Regions from separate parts of the Mus musculus genome. Here region 2 is linked to region 1. The links are chromatin contacts, called in public promoter capture Hi-C maps. All regions are on one chromosome and are shown on one strand. Each heading gives the region's core, a stretch centred on a gene start, on an enhancer-like site or on the middle of the called end of the contact. The rest is flanking DNA. Distances are from core to core; before and after follow the strand shown.

Region 1 (6,553 bases), core at 385-2,884:
AAGAAGGCAAGGCTGCACGACCTATGAGCCCTGATCTGTCTGCCTGTCTCTGCTTCCTCAGCTCTGGAATTACAAGTGAACACCAAATCCCCATGGCTGGCATGTTTATTTATTTTGTGCATGTGGGGAGCCTGTGTGAGAATATGTGCACGACACGAGTTCTCTCTCTCTCTCTCTCTCTCTCTCTCTCTCTCTCCCTCTTCCCCCCTCTACACACACACACACACACACGCACACGCACACGCACACGCACACACACACACATATATATATGAAATTCAGAGAGGATGAAATTCAGGTCCTCACACTTGCAAGGCAAGCACTTATCTACTGAGCCATCTCCTCGCCCCCTCAAATTTATCTTAAATGGTGGAAATTCTCAGAGAACCTTTCGCCATGGGATTGGATCCCATCCGTATTTACACGCTGTGCACCAAGTGATACAGAAAGAGAAATAAACCATCACACACTAAAGAACACTATTAGGTGAGATCTCCGTGAGACAGGACTTAAGGCCATGCCCTCTGGTCAGCAGTCTTTTTTATACCCGTCTAACTATCTGATCAATATGTGTTAGGCTGCAATGGCCGGGAGGGGAGCAGAGTCCCTGCCTTCTCCATCTTCATCTTCTCCATTTCACCTTAGCAGTCTCTCTCTCTCTTTCTCTCTCTCTCTCTCTCTCTCTCTCTCTCTCTCTCTCTCTCTCTCTGTGTGTGTGTGTGTGTGTGTGTGTGTGTGTGTGTGTGTGTGTGTGTGTGTGTTTTGGGGAGTTATTACTTTACAGGCGAGTTAATTACAGAACACCCAAGACGACACATAAATAACTACAGGATCGAGAATTCCAAGACCAGAGCTTTCCCAAGTGGCTGCACAGCCTGCGTTCTTCCTAGCTTCCTTTGAATTGGGGGCAGAGGAGAGCCGCCAGACAGGAGCACCTACACTGGGTAAGCCCATGCCTCTACGTAAGAGCTATGAACCAGACGCAGTGAGGTGAGCAAAGGTGGGATCCTCCACTCTTCTTAAACCCCACCTTACGGAGAGGAAGCAAAATTGTGAGTGATTCCTGCTGAGGATCCAGCACTGATGGGAAGGAGAGCAAAGCTGGAACTCCCTGGGAGCGAGGCAGAAGGTAGGAAGAGGGCTGGGAGGAGAAACGGGCATTTTCCCAGGGGTCCTGTCTCTTGTGCGCGAGGCTTGGTGATTCCCTCATACACACTTGTCGCCTGGAGGGTTCCATCACCTGTGCAGGTGTGGCGCTGGAAGGAGCTGTTTCCTGGACTGTGGTCTCACCCCTAACTTCTCCCCAGTTTGAGGTGGGAAAAGCAGTTAACTATTTTTGTGGGAACCAGGCTTGGTACATAAGGGATGCTAGGATTCCCGGGAAAATGATTGATGACATAGAGACCTGGAAGGCTGGGCTCTCATTGAAGCATCCTTCCCTACACCTACCTCTGCCTCCAAGTCGACGCGCCCTACGACGGGACTGAGGTTCTTGTAAGCAAGTCCCCGCCCGCTGACTCCCTGCAGCGAACTGGGTGGGGACCCGCGGCGCCGCGGAAAGGCTATTTTGAGTGTGGGAACGCGGTGGGAGGAGGGGCGCCGGCGGGCTGGGCGCGGGCGCGCGGGGAAAGCCTCCAGCTCGGGCTGCCACGGCAACCGCGTCCAGGCAACGCGCCCGGAAGAGGCTCTGGGAGGCGCGCGGCGGCTCGCGCCCTTCCAGGGTGGGGGAGCCGCGAACCCCGGGCCGGGCCGCGCGCGCGCTGATTGGAGCGCGGGCCCGCAGCCGGGTTCGCCCCGCAAAGCCCCGCGCTCGCGGCCACCGCACCCAGAGCGCCGGCGACGACATGGGCAGCCTCGGCGCGCCAGATCCGCGCGCGGGTGAGTCTTCAGAGGTGTCTCCCCTCCCCACATGTCCGGGCATCCTCTAGACTCAAGCGGCGGGTGCTTCCGCAGGGACCGTCGATGTGACCTTGGAGCAACCACTCCATGGATAGGCATGGGATAGTGCTGGGGAGAGGGGGTGAGGGATGAAGCCTCGTGTGCCCCGCGTGACACTCTGGACGCGAGAGGGTTAACTGAATGCTGACGCGCAGGGCTGAAGTTAGGCGCAGAGCGCAAGTGGCATTGCATCTTCGCGGGGGCTGCAAGCTAGCAGACAGAAGAGGCCCCCGAGGGACTGTTTGAGGAGAGCCAAGGGTGTGCAGAGTTTGCCAGGACTAGGGGCAAGTCTATCATTCACAGTTGGAGCTGAGTGACCTTGGGTGGGTTAGCCACATTGCTCCCGCGGATTCTCTGGTTTTCATCCTTTGAAAGGAAGGGCTCTGGTTCTTTCCAGTTGCAGCACAAGGCTGTTTTGCTGGTACTGTGAGCTGAGGAAGGGACCCTCTGGGGATGCAAGACTTAACCATATTTATTCCGCAAGGGGTTTCCAATGAGCTGGCTCCCAAAGTAGCAAGAAATGTTACCATTTTATGGAGGGAACAGTCTGGGGTCCGGAAAGGCTCCTTAAAATGCATAGATTAAAATCCCTTCGGTGCACTTAAGTCCTGAACCCAATCAGGGTCCAAGCTGCCAAATACTTCTTTCCTGTAGTTGATCTGATAGGAAACTTTGTGTCTGAACAGGTAAAATCAAAACCCAGTAGTGGCAGGCAGTGGCAAATTAAGTGAGTCATTTCTTCAATGTGCAGAAGCTGTGTGTGTGTGTGTGTGTGTGTGTGTGTGTGTGTGTGTGTGTGTGTGACATGCGCATGCGTGCACTCAGCTTAAAGTCTGTGTATGCTGTTAAGAGGTTATTTCACAGAAATAATGTTGAACTGGTTTGGATCTACAGAGGGAATCACTTAGAACTAGGGCCAGACATTTGCATTGTTCTTTGGAGATTTGGGGTTAGGGGGCTAGCAAGATGGCTCGGTGGGGGGTGGGGGTGGGGTAAAGGTCTTTGCCATTAAACTTGAGGACCTGGGTTTGATCTCTGGAACCCACATTGTGAAAGGAGAGAATCATCCAACCCCCACAACTTGTTCTCTGACCTCCACACCCACACAAGGCACAGGAGCTAAACGAATAAATGTAATTAAAAAATTAACGAATTAGCTTTCTGAGAGTAAATACGTTCTTTATTAAGAAATGCACATTGTATCTACCTTGGCTTGTGTGTGTGTGTGTGTGTGTGTGTGTGTGTGTGTGTGTAGAGGTGACTTACAGGCTGTGGTATTTTTTCTAATTTTAGCACTGGCTGGAACTAAAAATGACACAGAGGCCATTTTTCATCCATAAACTTCCCTTTCCTCCAAGGGGCCACAACAGGTCCCCATGACTCCCATCACTGGACTGTTGAGATGCCTCTGACGTTGTGTTCCAAGGACACTCTTGATATCCATGGAAATCTGACTCTCTCTGTAAAACTGTGAGCTGGGAAGCCAAGTTTCCAGTTAGTAAGCTTTTGCCAGCTCAGCTACCTGAGGGCTTAGAAATCTTTAATGGTTTACATATTAGAAATCGCATTAGCATACAGATACAAAAGTCCTCATTGCTCAAGAATTCTGCCTGTGAGCCTACAACCCCTTTAAAGACCCACAAGTCCTGGACCTTAGATCCTTCGTTGGCAAAGGACTCATTCTCCTACCCGTGCTGGCTGCTAACCCACCGTGTCTCCTCTCATGTATCCTGCAGCCCACTCCTGTATTTTCATTTCCTGTCTCCGAGCCTGTCTCTCCCCACCCCCCTTCTCCCCTCTGCCAGGGTGTGAGCACAGCCTCCTTCACAACACCTCTTCTGAGAACCAGGATGACCTTGCCCATATTCTTTAGTGCCACCTCCAACGTATTAACTCTTAGAATGTGATACTGTCTTCTCAAGACCCTCATTCCTGTGTTCCTGGTTTGGTACTTGCCAGACCTGGTGGCCCTTCAGAATTGCTCTGCACATTTTGAAAAAGACAGGGTTTATTTAGTCTCTCAAATATCAAGATGGAATCATTAGGGTGTTGTAGGACCTTAAAAATCCAAAAACAAGCAAACAAACAAAACCCTTTCTATAAAACAAGCAAACAAACAAACAAAAAAACAAGGCTTAGGTTAGCAAAATGGCTCAGCAGAGAAAGGCACCTGTCACCAAGATGGACAACCCAAGCCAGAGGTTCAGAATCTGAGCACAGTATAAGAACAGAATGACTCTTCTAAGTGGCAGTGTGTGCTGGGACACACACACAACTTTTTTTTTTTAATTTCTTTTTTGTTTATTTGTTTGTTTGTCTAGAAAAAAAACAGAGGAGGGAGGAGGGGGAGAAAATAGCCTGTCTGGTGACTGTTGCTCACTCAGGCAGGGAAACTACTTCACTTGAGGCTCAGAAAAAGTCATAAACAACGAACTCAGGAGCAGCTGGCTTCATTCTCTGCTCTGCCAGCTTTGCTAGGGATTTTGGGTTTAGGCTGCCGCTCTCCCACTCAATGGACTGGCAGTGCCTCCGCTTTGACCTCTGTGGCTCCGCCTTTGACCCCTCCCCATGGCTCTGCCTTGACCCTTATGGCTCTGCCTGCATTTTCTTTCAACCTCTAAAATTGACCTTTAAGAACCTTCCCACATCACTGAATCTTTCCACCTACTGTGCCTGGCTTTAACCATCACGGAAGACTCCAGCTCTTTCACCCGCGTCATTGTAATGCCTCAGCCCATCTTCAGGGCTCTACATCTCCACATCTCCCATCAGCACATGTGACCTCTGAAAAACACAATGTTTTGTCTTGACAGGTTTTGACATGTTGATTTTCGGGGGGTGGGTGTGGGGGACGGGGAGGTGGGGAGTCAGAGCCTTACTATGTAGACCAGGGTATCCTCATATCCAGAGATCTGATGGCTTCTGCCTCTAGAATGCTTAGCTCAAAGGTGTGAGCCACTGTGTGCAGACTTGGACTTCTTATATTCCAGGCTCTAGTCTCAAAATCACTCTCATCGTGTTTTCTTCTCCTCGCCTGCCAAGTTATCCAGGAGAAAGTCACAAAGACCTTTGGACTGGTTTTGTTCTAAATTGATGCTGGCTCTAATTTCATGAAGGCTGGCTTTCATGTAGAAGAATTGTACTCGTCACTAACTCGCATCCACTTTGCTCTGTGCCATGGCTTTCTATCCCTTAAACGCCAGGTTCCCTTTTAGAAAATGGCCTTTGATGGATAAGATGCTGGGCCTCCACCTCTGTAAATCCAGCTGTGCCCTCCTGCGAGTCTCCAAGTATTCCTTCTCTATCTCTCCATGACCTTATTGTGTTGGTCTGGAATTCGGGGATGTCTCTGTGTCTGTCCTAAGTCTAGTCTAAACCCATTCTACAGTCTCCTTCCCTTACTCTAGTCCTGCGTGCCCCGGATTGGGAACACATTCATTTGTCAGTTTGTCATTGTCCTTTTGACTTTCTTTGCTGCCTCTTTCCTCTGCCCCACCCTCATTCTGCCATACAGTCAAGTCATCTTTTCTGTAAGAAATGGTGCTAGAGTTTCCATTCTGCTCACTAGAACCTTCTCTAGTGAAGGGAGTCATGGTACTTGCTACTGTGTGGTTACGGAGCTCACGGACTGGGACTAATGTGACCAAGGACCTGAAGTTTTATTTTTATTTTCTTATTGTTGAGCTGTGCTTGAACTCATAATCCTCCTGCCTCAGCTTCTTAAAGGCTTGAGATTATAGGCATGTGCTACCACACCTGGCTTGAACTGAGTTTCCAATTTATGTGGATTTTAAATGAACTTAAACTCAATTGAAATAGCCACAGGGAGCCATTGACTATTTCGTGGGGAGGGCAGAGCCGGCAGCGTTAAAGTGGGATCAGCTGTTCTGTTGAGCTCAGTAAGTTTTCTCCTTTGACTGAACGCTTCCTTTATCTCTCTGTGGAACCTGCTTCCTCACAGTTCCCCTGGAGGGGTCTTGGCTGCAGAACTGAGCCTTCCCTGTGCCCTTCTCCTTGATCAATGCCCTGCTGCCCTTCTGTGCCTCTGTCTGTCTGTCATCATGCCCAGCTTGGTGCCTTTCTTGCTGGCCCCTAGCTGTGAGGGTTCTGAAGTTGTTATTTTTCCCCCTGTCTTCTCCCCCCCCCCCCCGGCCTTCTCTTTTTTTCCATCCAAGCTTCGGGGTAAAGTAAGAGCCTACCTTCCTGTGCCCCAGTGGAGCCCATGTTCTCTCCATCTCTGTGAGGCCAATACTTCTTGTTCTTGCTTTGTGGATGGAGAGGTTGATGTAGAGGGAACGCAGGATAACTCAAGGCAAAGCTGAGACAGGAGCTCTGGCTGGCAGGGTGCTCTTCCACCTCTGCCTGGCCTGCAAGCCCAGTGTGTGCTCTCACCTCTGCCTGGCCTGCAGGCCCAGTGTGTGCTCCCACTTCTGCCTGGCTCAGGACCCTGACATGGTTGTTTTATCACTCTGCTTTTCTAACAATCTCCTTCCCCTTTTAATTTTTTTTAAATCTTAAACTGATTCAAATATACGGAAATGCTTCAACAATAAGCTGAAAAGTTCTGATCTCTCTTTCAGCCGCATTCTATAAATATTAACTTTCATCCACACTT
Region 2 (5,933 bases), core at 325-2,824, 1.1 Mb before region 1:
ATTCCCCTGGAATGGATGTTAATTAAGGCCGACTGAGACCATAAATCACCCTGAGAGTTTTACAATGTAATTCAGCATTAAGCATATGTATTTAAATAAAAAGTAACTGATTAACCACTAGTGCTTTTCCAGAAGTTGCTGAGGCCATTTCTTTATAATAGAGGCATGTCACTTTTCATTTTTGTAGGGAGAAAATGAAAGAAGTATTATCTTCTTTAAAAGGTAACAGTTAGGATACTTAAGGGATCCATGACACTGTTTATTATGAGAAAGAGAGGAACTGAAAAGAATGAGGGGAAAGGAGAGAACAAAAAGGTTAGGGGAGGCCGTTGGCACCTATTTCTTATCTCCTTTATCATTACTCCTTTTGGTCCAAGCATTTACTATGTGCATCTACTCCATGTTAGGCACCACGCTAGGCACTGGTGCATAAGACTAACCTGACTCTCAACACGATGTGTGTAGTGCCGTGGCTGGGGGAGGCCAGCCCCGCTGTTGCTGAATTAATGCAGTGTTTAGCAACACTTAGAAGGATTCATTGAGTATCTCCTATGCACCTAGGCACATGCTTATAAAATGATATCTCTGTGTGTGCGTGTGTGTGTGTGTGTGTGTGTGCGTGTGCGCGCGTGTGTGTGTGTGTGTGTGTGTGTGTGCGTGTGTGTGTGTGTGTGTGCGTGTGCGTGTGTGCGTGTGTGTGCGTGCGTGTGCGTGTGCGTGTGTGTGTGTGTGGTGTGTTCATGTCTACAGGTGCATGTGCATACACAAGCCCATGTGAATGTAGAGGTCAGAGGATTCTTTCCTCAGGCATCTTCCACTCTTTTTGGAGTCAGGGACTTTTACTATCCTAGAGCCCATCACGAAGGGTAGGCTGGCTGGCCAGCAAGTTCCAGGGAGCCACCAGTTTCTGCATTTCTGGTGCTGGGGTTACAAAGTCACACCATTGTGCTTAGATTTTTTAATGGGTTCTGGGGATCAAACTCATAACCTTGTGCTTGCAAATCAAGCACCATATTTGCTGAATTATTTCCCCAACTCCAACCAAAATGATATGTTTTATATTCAAATTGCATATAATAATATCAGAGGGGTAACTTGTGTGCTTCCTTGAAACCCAGCCAAAGCAACCACATCTGCCTGTCAGAAGCAACAGGCCATTCTTCCGGAGAAAGCATCTTTGAGTGCACAGCTGAAGAGGCAGGACTACTAAAGCACACGTTCTTAAAGAGCTGTGCTGGGAATCTAGACATGGTTGTGACTACACTTTGAAGAGTAAAGCAACCTGAAGGAAGAGAAATAATAATAATAATCCAGGAAGGCACTTGGTTTTAGTATGAAGTGCATGGATAGTAGAAATTCACACAAATAATCCAGAACAGCTAGTAGAATTAGTTACCCAAATTGTACTGAGAACTCTCACTATCTCACTCGATTTAGATGTCAAATCTGTGATGTAGGCACTATTTTACCTTCTCATAGAATAAACAATGATTTGTGTTTCAAGCCCAAACTCATGCCACAGGTAATTCCCAGAGCAAAAACTTGAAGGTAGGTCTGTTGACAAAGCTCTCTCCAGTCTACTCAGCATTCCTGGACTTCCTCCTTTTGTTTGCCAAGCTGATACTTTAAAGAGATCTGTGTTCTGTTCAGCCAAGGCAGGAGAAAAATCATATAACTAGTCAATTCACTGTAAAGTCAAACATAAAACATGATTATCAGGGGAACACTGGAATCTAACATTTGCATACATAGGCTGTACGGGCATGGTTCTAGATACTTTATGCTCAGGGGTGCCAAATGAAATGTGTCCTTTCTGTTCTACAGATGAGGAAGTTGAGGCTCAGGAATGTAAAGAACCTGCCAGCATCTAGGAGCGAAATGGATCTGGAGTCCAAAAGCTGAGCAACCAGCTACCTTCCGCTCAGTGCAGTGTGGTACTGGAAATGGCAGTAACCAGTGTGTCTCCACCATGCTGCATAACCTGTGAGTAGCATTTGTACTGTCCTAAGCAATAACCTCTGTGTTTCTTCCTGTTTGATCTGTCCCAGCCAATCCTTCTCCTATGCCTAAGCCAGAACGATGCAGAAGAACATCATCTCATGCTGAACTCCCAACACTATATTTTCTATCGAGCACGTGTTCATACCTAAATATGGTGGGAGTCGGTGCCTCTGGAAAGAACCAGCAACCTTGCATAAACCAATGGGCAGATAGTGCCCTAAATCCTGCAGTCTTAAGCTCCTCTCTAAATTTATTCAACTGCTACTACAAAACAACATAAAGCAGGTGGTTTCCAGACAACAGGGACTCAGTTGTCACAGCTCTGAGAGCTAGATCAAGACACCAGCAGGTCCAGTATCTAGTGAGAACCCACTTTCTGGTTCACAGATGGCACCTATCCCAATTTGTACACACATAGCAAAATAGATAGGCTAGCTGTTTTGAGGTTTCCTTTGTAAGGACACAGCCCACTCATGGGAAACTGTCTAATCACTGTTCAAAGATTTCACCTTTAATACTGTTGCCTAGATAACCACTTGGGTTGCAACATAAAAAATTTGGGAGAGATATAGACATTCAGACAATCTATTACTCTCAGCCCTCCCACATTCCACACTAAAACTACAACAATTCTTTAACAAGATATGAACTTTTATGAGCCAGGATATTTGACCATGCCACTCCCTTTCTTTACTTGTTAAAATATTAAAATAATGGCACTCTTTCAAAACGCAGTTCAACTACAACCTCTCAGAAAAGACTTCCCAAGATCCTCTGCCATCTGCTATCTATCCATCATATTAGCCTGTGATACTGTCACCCATGTTCCTACTTTTCTGTTTGCTCCTTAAGGACAACTGCACCACTATGCCATCTTTATTTTTATAGCTCTCTGACACTGGAACTGTGGCCTTCGCAGTTGCTCAATAAAAGTTTGCTCTGTGCTGATACTGCATAGGTAGCAAGTCCTTCTTTCAGTAAGAACTAGAAAACACCCTTCAAAGACAAGGTTCTTAGACTCCTTAGACTCACTTTGAGAGGAGCTGTCCCTTAGTCAACACTGAATATCATCTCACCTTGCTTATTTTCCCTTTCTACCTTGTCTGAATTCAAAGTCCTACTTCATGGCACACTATTAGGATACTTGTTTGTGTGTTTCTTGTCTAAATTAAACAGTTTTTAACCAGAATATAATTTTAGTATCCTAAAAACAATGCCAATATCTTGTCATAGCCCTTAGGAACAAAGGTGCTTCGCAGGCTCTCTGCAATCCAGCCTAGGAAGCCGAGTGAGAACGCATTTCCCACAGCTAACCACTAGTGACTGTGCAGCATAGCTAGTCCACATTTTAATTTCAACAGACTGTCAGAGTTTATATATAAGGAGACATTACTTTCTGTGAGTATTTTCCTTGATAGCATTGGAAGTGTGTGTTGGGAGGAGAAGCAGAAGGAACAGGGAGAAAGGCTGCTGGTGTTCGAACCCTGGCTTTATGCTAAATACCTAGCAAGTGACTTGCTAGACACTTTTCTAGCTTTCAGTGTTGTCTTGAGGGTCTCAGCCTTGGTAACCAAAAAAAGGCTCATATATGACATCTCTGACACAAACCCGTCCTGCCCCTTGACAGACACTTCCTGGATGAGTTTCTGGGGTACAGCCTGAAAAGTATACTTTAGGAATCTCCTATCGACAAACTGAGAAACAGTGCTGTGATCGAGTCCACTGTCATTTCCACTGGCCTTGCCATTCTCGTTCATTTATATCTGAGGTCCAAAAGAGCAGGCACAACACCAGCAGGTGCCTGGTAAGATGCTCATCAGAAGTTGTGATAAAGCACAATGCTCTGTTCCCTCCGTGAGCTTGAACATTTCACAGCCATTTAGACAACAGCTGCTGAATTCACTCACCTTCTGCATTCACAAGTAGCTTGTACCATGTTCCCATTACAGCTAGGTTTTAATATGTAATGATGACTACAAAGACATCATAAAGAATAATACAATTTAGGTAGAAGGATCCTAAAACCCAAGCCAGCTGGGACTCTGTCTCATACTTCTTCCAGGAAAACTGGCTTTGGTTTCCACTGTGTAACCATCTGTATGGCAAACTAGTGCTTTGACAGCCAAGCCTACTAAAGCTTTATTTTAATATTTACTGCTGAGTATCTTTGTCTGACCTGAATATTAATAGAAGCTGGGTTTGGCTATGAAGAGACTGTCACAGAGCTAGAAGGGGTCTTAGACACAACTTACATATTCATATTCCAATAACTTGTTGATGGCTGAGTGCCTGAGAGTGACACATCAGAAGCCAGAACCACCATGCTCTGATTCCCACGCCAGTGTTTTCCCTACATTTAATTTTTTCCCATATCAACTTGAAAAGCCAGCTGGATAGCCAGTAAGGTACTTGAGCTAGCCCTCCCTGCTTCTTTTACAGGGTTTGTTAGAAATCTTGATATAATATCTTACAAATTATTCAGCAGAAGGAATTTTACTTGTATCTAAGTCCCCTTTTCTTCCAGCAAAACCAGTAAAGAGAGACAGTTACCTCACATTTGGCACTTTTCAATTTTTTAAAGGCACAATGTGTTGAGGAAACCCTTGGCTTACATTAGGACATGTGGCACAAGTTTAAATGAGATGCTCGGCCATTTCCATCAGTGGTGTCCTTAGGTGTAGAACTTTTGCCAGGGAACTTCTGCAGCCAGACTATGATGAGCCTCTGATAGCACTTTTTTTCTGGGTTTCTTAAAGAATAGTTGTGTGCTCTTAAAACTATGCACATCTACATAGCAGCTACAAGGGAGACTTCAAAAGCAAGCTTATCCCAATGGCTTGGAGCAGAGGGCTGGCTTGGGATGAGCAGAAGGAAAGGGGAGTGTCCAGTGACTGCTTGTAGGAGCTGACTATATCTGAGTGAGTGAAGTGCCTTTTCACACTCCCTTCCTCTGCAGAGTCTGGGTATCCAAGCTGAGCAAGAGAAATTCATCAATTGCCAAAGTGTTTATGAACTAGTCACAGCTGTTTGGCAACAGTTTCCCTTCCTGGCTAAGAGCATGAAAATAAAAACTCACGCTGGCACTTTACTAGAGGCACTACATAGAGAGCATCTGAAAAACTCTGTGCTGAAGTCTAATTCCCTTCTGTAAATATTTTACAGCATCCTAGATGCTCAGCACCTGGGAAGGAAATGTCATATAAAATACTTTCCTCTCTCAGAAATACCATCTTCCCAGAGGTATGCTTTCAGGAAGCCTAACAAGGACAATGAACCATAGCAAACGCTTCCACCAATCAGAGTGGCCCTCCCCAAACCATAAAGGAACAGACAACTCATTGTCTCCAGAAGAGATGTTCAGATATGCAAGTGGAGAATATGGCTGTATTACTGAGCTAACACAACAAGACTATACACACGTGCATGACAATATCAATCCAAGGCAATCGTGTTGGGCTATACAGCTTTATTGTTTAAGAGACCACTGGAGGGCCGGGCATGGTGGTGCACGCCTTTAATCCCAGCACTTGGGAGGCAGAGGCAGGTGAATTTCTGAGTTCGAGGCCAGCCTGGTCTACAGAGTGAGTCCCAGGACAGCCAGGGCTACACAGAGAAACCCTGTCTCAAAAAACCAAAAGAGAGAGAGAGAGAGAGAGAGAGAGAGAGAGAGAGAGACCGACGACTGGAAGTGAGAGACTAGGGAGATACTTCATACAGTAAAATGATTGTTGCACAAGCATGGAGACCTGAGTTGGGAATCCCTAGCATGCATGTAAAAGCCAGATGTACAGTGTGTGCCGGCAACCTCAATATGGAAATAGGTAGAGAAGAGACAGGTAGATCCCTGGAGCTCACTGGTCAGCCAGTGCATCCAATCTATGAACTCCAGGTTCACAAAGAGACTGAAAAAGTAAACATGCAGAGTAACTGAG

The links. Promoter capture Hi-C pulls out the DNA fragments that hold promoters and counts their contacts.
Region 2: a contact with region 1 is called in a promoter capture Hi-C map of pre-B cells, with 7 times the contacts expected there. The contact joins the enhancer-like site here to the promoter of Fam81a in region 1. A contact is called at or near these places in 7 of 39 promoter capture datasets (the C10 cell line, the HPC-7 cell line, HPC-7-derived erythroid cells and 3 more).

Annotation. Positions count from the first base shown.
Region 1 is chr9:70,136,638-70,143,190 of GRCm38.p6, reverse strand. Fam81a (family with sequence similarity 81, member A) reads left to right here and starts at 1,634. Exons shown (of 9, transcript NM_029784.2): 1 at 1,634-1,878.
Region 2 is chr9:71,235,767-71,241,699 of GRCm38.p6, reverse strand. The region is part of intron 1 of Aldh1a2 (aldehyde dehydrogenase family 1, subfamily A2); the gene reads right to left. Among named protein-coding and RNA genes, the nearest start is that of Aldh1a2, 23 kb to the right of the region's middle. Within about 2 kb of position 1,574, at least 7 of the 459 cell types and tissues checked have an H3K27ac peak or open chromatin away from gene starts, as enhancers often do.